Linked DNA regions of Mus musculus: region 2 is linked to region 1. A link is a contact called in public ChIA-PET data. All regions are on one chromosome and are shown on one strand. The core of a region is the stretch at or near the end of the contact, and the rest is flanking DNA. Distances in the headings are between cores, read along the strand shown.

Region 1 (4,026 bases), core at 609-3,108:
AGGCAGTGCCTGTATAGTTTGAAGTCTATGACAGTCAACTGCAGCATTTGATTTGCTTCTCACAATGAGTTGTTGTTTTTTTCTTTTGTTGTTGTTGTTGTTGTTTTGGGTTTTTTTATTTGTTTGTTTGTTCTTTAGAAAGGCTTTGGGTCTCCCCAAACTTGCTGGTCTAATGAACCTGGGATGCTTCTTGGCATGGGTGGGCAAGTTTAAAATCTCCCTAGTTTCTTAGTATGCAATCAGGTTGGAAAACCTCTGACTAAATCAGCTCCAAGGTCCATCCAGATAATAACACCACACCTTTCCATGTCCTGACAGGAATGAGGCTATTTTAAAGAAATACTTGTGCCCCTTCCTTTAGCTCTCAGACTAATGGCGAAGTGGCTTCCAAGAAACTTGAATTTCCTCAGGAATCTCATGTTGCCCAGATGGTAAAGCTGGGACCCTGAGGCCAGCTAGGGGGTGGGGGGTGGGGGTGGGGTAGGGGGTGACTCCCAGAGATTTGACTCGGTCTTGACAAACTTGCCTGGCTGTCCTGCAGGAGAAGCTGGGGCTGAGACAATGGATGGATTATGGTTGGGACCACACCCTGACCAGGACTGCTTAGGCATATTTCTTGCCCTCTATTTAAACTTAAACTTCATGGGGGAGGGGAGTGGCGACAGGAGGGTGATTTCACTTGTTCAATGTAGCCACTTTGAATTCTTTCTCTGTCTTCCTCTACTATTCGTCATTTTAATTGGCCTGCTGTAGATGGACGGCCAAGTCTAGCTTGTTTGAGCTCCCAGGATCCTGGATCTGACCCTACTAAACCTGGTACACCCCAGAAATGAACGAAATGAAATACCTGCAGCAGAATCTTATTGCCATCATAGTCCTGAGTCTGCCACCTCGCGCTGCTGATGGGAACACACGGATTGGGTAGAAGAGGCACCAGCTGCCCAATCTCTTGAACCCTGAACTGCAGCACAGAAGACTCCTTGGGGTCTACTGACATTCCCAGGGGCAGCTGCTTCAGAGAGAGCTGCAGGCTGAAGCCCTCGGTGGCATAGAGGACAAAGAAACAGAAGTCGCTCTTTTGCACAGTGGCGTCTCTCTGTAGAAGCATCTCATAGAGTCTGATGGCATCTTCATAGTTATCAAAACTGCAGTACAGAGTCACCCTGAGGATATCAGTGCCACAATTCACTGGCCTCATGCCCCACACTGGCATCTGGTTGTGCAGACTGTAGAATTCCTGATTGGCAGGGAGATAAGAACAAGACCTCCCCTGTGCATGCTGGGTAGGGAAACCCTGCCAGGGTGAACGCCGTAGGAAGTCCAAGACTCGAAACAACCGTTCTTGTCCCAGGCTTTCCTGAAGGAAGAGCAAAACAGACATTCCTGGGAAGCGGGCCCTCCGCGGGTGGTACTTTTCATGGTAGTTCACTGGCCTGGCACGTTCAGACACCAGGAAGAGACGCACCTCTGGGCAGATACATTCTAGTAGTTGGTCCAGAGCCTGCTGCAGAAGCAAACCGTTCCCAGTGTCGGCAAGAAGATGCACAGTCAAGGCTAGAGGTTCCTGTATCTCATCCATGGCAGGCTATGTGAAGATTATGATGAAGGCCACCCGACAGGGCCCACAGCTCAGCCTTTTAGGAAGAACCAAGGCCTCACGCAGAGCCCTCAGCCTCTATAAAATCTTTAGCAACTTCTGAACCAAGTTCTTCACCAGATCACACATGCTCCTGGCTTCCTCCAGTGCTCCAGCGGGGAATGTCACTCAAGTGTGGAGTCGGCTACACACAACAGAGTCGCTCTATGTCATCCGGTCTGAGCAGATGTAACTATTTGCTTGGCTTTCTCGGGCATTCCCCAGGGTTTTGGTTTGACCTAAAAACCTATAATGCTGAGACCCACGCCCAGTGGGTGGTTCTTACATTCAACTCAATAGAGGAAATGATCGGCCGAAAGGAACAGGAGGCGGCTCTGTTGTGCTGATAGCAATCTGTGGCTCTGTTACACTGACTAGACATCCATTTGGTGGACCACAATGGGCTCTGACTTCCTACTTAAATATCCTGATGTTTACAGTGGCCTGCCAGGCCACCTGAATAGAATGTGTTCTTTAAAACAACTCCCCAGTCTTATCTGCATGCCAGCTACTTGCTTCTGATAATTTTATACTAAGTCACAAAGAAGAGATATTTTGTCTAAATAGTGTTGGCCTCACTGAAAAAAATGCCTGGTTGAATTTAGAGTAAACTGCCATTAAACATCCTATGAATTGATTTAATTAGCCAACAAGCCTACAAAGAAGAGGGTAATTATTCCCCAGTTGCTGACAAGAAACTGAGGCATAGAAAGAAAAAAAAAAAAATTAAGTAACTTTGCCAAACTCACACAGTGAAGTGGCTGAGGTCTTTGAACCCAAGATATCCAATGCTACCTCTCTGGAGCTGAGAAGGCCAGCCACGATTTCTTTTCTCTTATGATGAGGAAAAGCTGCCATGTCAACTTCCTGTTGACACACTCACCTGTGGATACAGGCTGTAGAACCTTAAATAGAAGGATACCCCACCGTTGATGTAATCACCTAATCTGTTCCTAAATTCTTTAATAGTCAAGCCTAGTTGCAAATACCTATAATCCCAGGATTCAGGAGGCTGAGACAGGGGGATCATTGTGAGTTCAAGGCTGGTTGGGCCCTGTAGAAGGCACTCTAGGCTATATATCAAATCTCTATTGCCACAAACAACAAAGAAAAAAATGCTATTCTGATAGTTGTGCTGTTGCTGGGCCCGGATATGCATCGATTTCTAAATGTGAGTTTGATTTAAAAGAAGCTATGAATGCTACAGAATATGTTGTGACTTTCTAATTAGTTCAAAACCAACTTCCTCTAACTTTAATACACATGAGAAAGTTATGATCTCGTGCTTTGATAATGGGCTGAGTACTCTAATTCTAAAGAGAGACGTCTTTGCCCCTCCATAGCTAAGAATGGAGCAGGGGAGGCAGTCCCAGGAAAGGAGCAGTAAGGAGTCTTCCAGCTGAGTCTGCAAATCTGCTGGCTACATCCATAGGTCTCTATACATTGTAAAACTCTCACAGGCACATGGGAGAAAAAAATAGACCCTTTCTTTCCTTGACTTGACCAAAGCATCCAGTCATCCACTTCTCTTTTCTAATTTCTGTTTCCGATTCTTTTGGACTGCAGAGAAGCTGAGGTGGAAGCTTATGGGCCTGGCCACTTAGTAACAGGAGAACAACCACATTTAAAGTCAAAACTTCATGGAAAAGAACCATCTCCATCCAGATCTACCCACAATTTTAATCAATTGAATTCTATAATCCTAAGATTTCTGTATAAGAAAATTATAGAAATGTAATTTGTAAGGACAAATTGTTTTTAAATGTCCACATAACACTTAGTAATTAGATTAATTTTGCTTTAACTGTCTGGTAATTGTTAGAGGGTTTTTTTTCCCCTTAGAGCATAGCTCTCAAATGTTAAAAAAAAAGAAGAAGCCACCTCTTAATTCATGTCACATGCTGACATTTGAAAACTATAACACTCTTTCCTCACTATAAGACCCTTTCCTCCCCCACAACCTGCCTCTATCTCTTCTGAGTCACTTTAGACCAAACCCTGGTTCTTGAAAGAACTTTTGAAATTCTTAAAATAGCATAAAGAACTCTAAATGTTTGAAGAGAAAAACCCTACCCCTGAGTCAAAAAGATTAACTCATTAGCTCACGGCATTTTGTCTAACACAGAGGCTAAACTTCCTAGGTGGGAATTGGTTGTTTAGCCTTCCATCCAACGTTCCTTTTCCCTGTGGAGTGTTGTTGTGTAGATAGATAGATAGATAGATAGATAGATAGATAGATAGATAGATAGATAGATAGAATCTCATTAATCTGTTGGCAGCTAAAGCACCAAGCAATTGCAGTCAGGAACAGGGGAGGGTCAGCCAGCATCCTACCTGTCTTTGCAGTTCCTTCTCTTGGAGCACTGGGACATCCTGGGCCTACCCCACCC
Region 2 (4,026 bases), core at 794-3,293, 520 kb after region 1:
TATGACATTTTTGTACATATTTTAATAGTTAACTTTTCCCAGTGCTGTGACCAAATATCTGACGGAATCAACTTAAGGAGGCAGGGTTTCTTTTAGACCACAGCTACAGTACGTATAGTCTATCAATGAGGGGAACAAGAGGCAGCCGTGACCACTCTGTGAGAACGAAGTTTCCTGAGACTGTTCTTCACATGGTAATGACTGACCAGGAAACAGAAAATAGAAAACTATAGCCCTCAATATCTTTCTCCACTGGCCTATCTCTGCCGGATAGGACCTATATCCCAAAGGCATCGCAAGCTCCCTGAGTGGCACCATTAGATGGGAAACAAGTTTGCAAATGCCTGAGCCTGTGGGGAACAAGGTATAGTCAGACCCTAAGACTTACATATCATTCGCATGTCTTCCCTGCCCATTGTCTCCTCTGGGTACACATCTCTACATCAACCAACTAGAGAGGATACACACAGATCAAACACCCAGACAAAGGTGCTGGCCACCACTATACATGCCTGATGCAAGTTTTTTCTAAAGGTGAAAATTTTAGCATTCGAGTCAGATGGTTTGCATGGTTCAGGAAATTAACATTTTAAACAATGGATTCAAATTGAGTATAATGCTTAAAGTGTGAAGAGTGCATCCAGAAAAAGAAGTGTTGTACATTAGGAGAGCGAGGCAGACTCTGAAGCAGGACTTTCACAGTCAAGCTGAAGTTCCCCGGGCTATTTTCTTCCCAGCTGGTGTTCACCCCATATTAAACACACCAGCTCCACTATCCTGATGCTCTGTTCTTCTCTCCTGGAAACAAAATCCAAGGCCTGGAAAATGGATCAGTCAACCACCATGAAGGGACATCACAGAAAACATTTCAGGTTTTGGAAGACAGGCCCAGGAAGACAGGGCACTGACTTGCTGCAGGGCACTGTTCTCTGTGGTGGGAAGTCTGATATGGTCTTTGTCTCAGAAGATGCCCCACTCAGAAGATGCCCCACTCAGAGTCTTATCACAGCAAGCTGGTCTTAGTGAATCACCAGCTTAAAGACTTCACAACAATGAACATTAGTTGAAATAAAAAGGCATACAATGATAATGATGTAGTTGTCAAAAAAATCTTGTAGCTATATACAAAGTAGAAAAGATAGACATCTAAACTCCTTTTCTTGCTCCTGAGAGGAAAGACCTCAGAGGCCCCAACACAAACATACCAACTAGGGGTATTCAGTTCAGATATCCTTAAAGTGGCTACTTTCTTATCTGCCAGAGAGGAAATAAAAAATTGAAAATCAGGTTGACCTAACATATACAGAATAACTTATAGCTTAATTCTTTAACTTATAGAAATAGTTTAATTCTTTCTTTTCTTTTCTTTTTGTTTTTTGGAGGCAGTTCTGCAACATATTTGACATTAATCAGGTTAGTTATCATACCCCTTGACCGTCTGTAGATTTCTGAATGTGGTAACAGGTATGTAAATTTTTAAAGTGTTTTAAATATTGAGGTCAAGGCCACCAGTGACCATGGTGCTCACTGGAAGTCATTGCTCACCGGAAGTCATCTGCGGTTATGACTGCAGGACCTGTGTGGTTTCCTTTTGCAATAAAATATTCATATTAGAGGTTTTAATGTTGATTAAAAAAAACCTTTAAAACAGAACACATTTTCAATAATCCTGGGTTTCAAAGAGAAGGCTTGCAACTTCTGTAAAGAAACTCAGTCATGTCAAAAGCTGAGCGAGAAGCTGGAACATCAGGCAACTAATGGGGACACCATATCTGTACACAAGGTACCACAGGCCTAACTTATTCTGAAAGAAAGCTGCAGAAAGCTGCAGCTGCTGTGGGGCAGAAGTTCCTGAAAGTCCGGCCAAGACTCAGCCATAGACTGCTTGCTCAGATGGGTGAAGTCCTAGGCTCTGTCTTCAGATGTGGGAAAGTAAAGAGAGACAGAATGAAAACAATATGAGCCATTCACAGGATGTGCCCAAAGAGAAAACCGCAGCAGGGCTGACTCTGTGCAGCCATACACGGCCCAGCAGAAGAGTAACAAAGTTCCTGCTAAATCCACTAGGCAGGAAGTACAAGTAGGACCTGAAGGTGACGTCGCATGGTACAACCTCATTGCTACCAAGAACAATCCAGTATTAGTAGGCCTTGTGTCCAGATTTCTCAGGAAATACTCCATTTATTCAGACTTGCTGTTCATAAGCAGGATAAAACCGCTCCCTTCAGTTACACAAAAGGGGACTTGGAATACAGACATCAGGATTTGACACGGGTTATGTTGAAAGCTAATGGTTAAAGACCCTCCGTCTGGGTTTTATAATTACTCTGATCCAAAACATGATGGACAGCCATCAGACTTGATTCCTTCACAGCAACTGGAGACAAGAGTTATTCTGAACAACGCTTTGGTTTTAAAAAGAGGTCTGGAAAACATTTGCAGGCATGCCTGTGCACTAGTACGGGAGAATGCATACAGCAACCAAAAGACGTTCCTAAGTTCTTTCCAATTCAGCCATAATGTCATGCTGAATTCCATCTGCCTCCACTTTACTTGCAAATTAAAGACAATTCCTTAATCCTTTAATGTATTTATAAGGTAACATGTGTTTTCTCTGTTTTATACTCCATGGCTGAAAAACCAGAATGTCAAGAGGACTCTAATTTTACATCAGATAAGCCAAACGAGTTTCTGGAACATACCAAAGCTGACAATTGGTGCTCACTTATCTCATTCAATACCTGTAACGAATTACTATAATAATGTGAGCCATGGTGGAGCAGTGCTCTGCAGACAACGCAACTCATCCCTTGTCTTTTAAAAATAATCTTCGTAAAACACACACACAAATTAGCTGTGGTGACTATGGCCTCCATTTTTACCGAAAGAAGGTTGCAGCTGTTTACGGTTCTGCTGTTAAAGGACATCACCTGGAAGCCCTGGACATGCAAGAAAGCATAGACATGTAGTCTCCTGACCAGCTACAATAGGGTTAAATGAAATCTCAGTCCTGATCAATACCTGGAGTTAACTCACATCAGACACTGTGCACTTCATTGTCTTGTTAAGATCAAACTCTTCTTCTTTCTACCCCAAAAGCAGAATGTTTAGCTCTCAATAGAAAAAGAACCTGGTGGATGAAGGGGATCAGCAGAGTCTGCTAACTGCAAATATCCCTTGATTTCTCAGAAGTAGATTTATTGTTGCTTTTATGGGATACTCGAGTGGTGGCAATTCTTGCCAATCTCCAAAATAGGTCTCTAGTTTCTTTATTCTCTTTTCTGTGGACTTCAGTAAGCTGCCACTTAGACAATAGCAAAAATTTAGTAATTCAAAATTTCCCAGAGGTCAGCCAGAATAAAAAAATATTATTTGTAGTAACAAATATGAAATACAGCTTAAAGGCTCAACAGAGGGGGAAAAATGTCGACAGCTGAAGGAAAAAATTCCCCATATTAATTGTACACTTTAAACTGTCTTATTCTTTGTCACTAGGAATATTTTATGATGTCATTTATTCCCTAGGCATAGCAGATGTCAGGGCAGTCCAAAAACTTTTCTTAAGTATCTTTTGGAATTAAAGAAAAATTTTGAGATAGAATTTTGGATAATTCTTTGTTTATAAAAAGTTTGGTTGGTTAAAAAAATTCAATTATTTGGAAGAATGTTCTCTATTAGAGGTTTTTAAAACTTAAAATATGTTGTATATTAAAATATTATTACTAAGTCTATTCCTTAGTTTGAAATGGGTGAGATTAAATCTTACATTTACTATGAAGTTTGCTATTAAACTCTAGTTTGTGCATGTACTTTACTCGGGGATGCCCACCATAGCTTGCACACGCACCCTCTCATGTTAGGCTTCTGTCATTAAGGAGTCCAATGCATTCTTTCTCCTGATAGATACAGCACAGCTAAAGCAATTAAGTTTCTCTTTCATACTTTTAGTTCCTTGATTAGTCTTAGCTTTGTCATGTGTGGATTTAGTACTTTCTTAATATTTTTGGTTCTCTTTAGAGTTTGGTC

Evidence for each region. ChIA-PET counts read pairs in DNA pulled down with a chosen protein or histone mark.
Region 2: a contact with region 1 is called in an RNA polymerase II ChIA-PET map of memory CD8 T cells, with 145 read pairs. The contact joins the enhancer-like site here to the promoter of Fam124b in region 1. A contact is called at or near these places in 4 of 39 promoter capture datasets (the 3T3-L1 cell line, liver, maxillary cranial neural crest and 1 more), 1 of 115 datasets of contacts at active chromatin or transcription factors (memory CD8 T cells) and 2 of 9 other capture datasets (adipose tissue and liver).

The regions. Positions count from the first base shown.
Region 1 is chr1:80,212,086-80,216,111 of GRCm38.p6, forward strand. Fam124b (family with sequence similarity 124, member B) reads right to left here and starts at 1,859. Exons shown (of 2, transcript NM_173425.3): 1 at 848-1,859. The coding sequence starts at 1,579. All of the region lies in intron 1 of 2310015K22Rik (a long non-coding RNA gene), which reads left to right. All of the region lies in intron 2 of LOC108167342 (a long non-coding RNA gene), which reads right to left.
Region 2 is chr1:80,728,833-80,732,858 of GRCm38.p6, forward strand. All of the region lies in intron 1 of Dock10 (dedicator of cytokinesis 10), which reads right to left. Among named protein-coding and RNA genes, the nearest start is that of Dock10, 28 kb to the right of the region's middle. Within about 2 kb of position 2,044, at least 34 of the 459 cell types and tissues checked have an H3K27ac peak or open chromatin away from gene starts, as enhancers often do. A contact at or near this core is called in memory CD8 T cells, where this site is marked.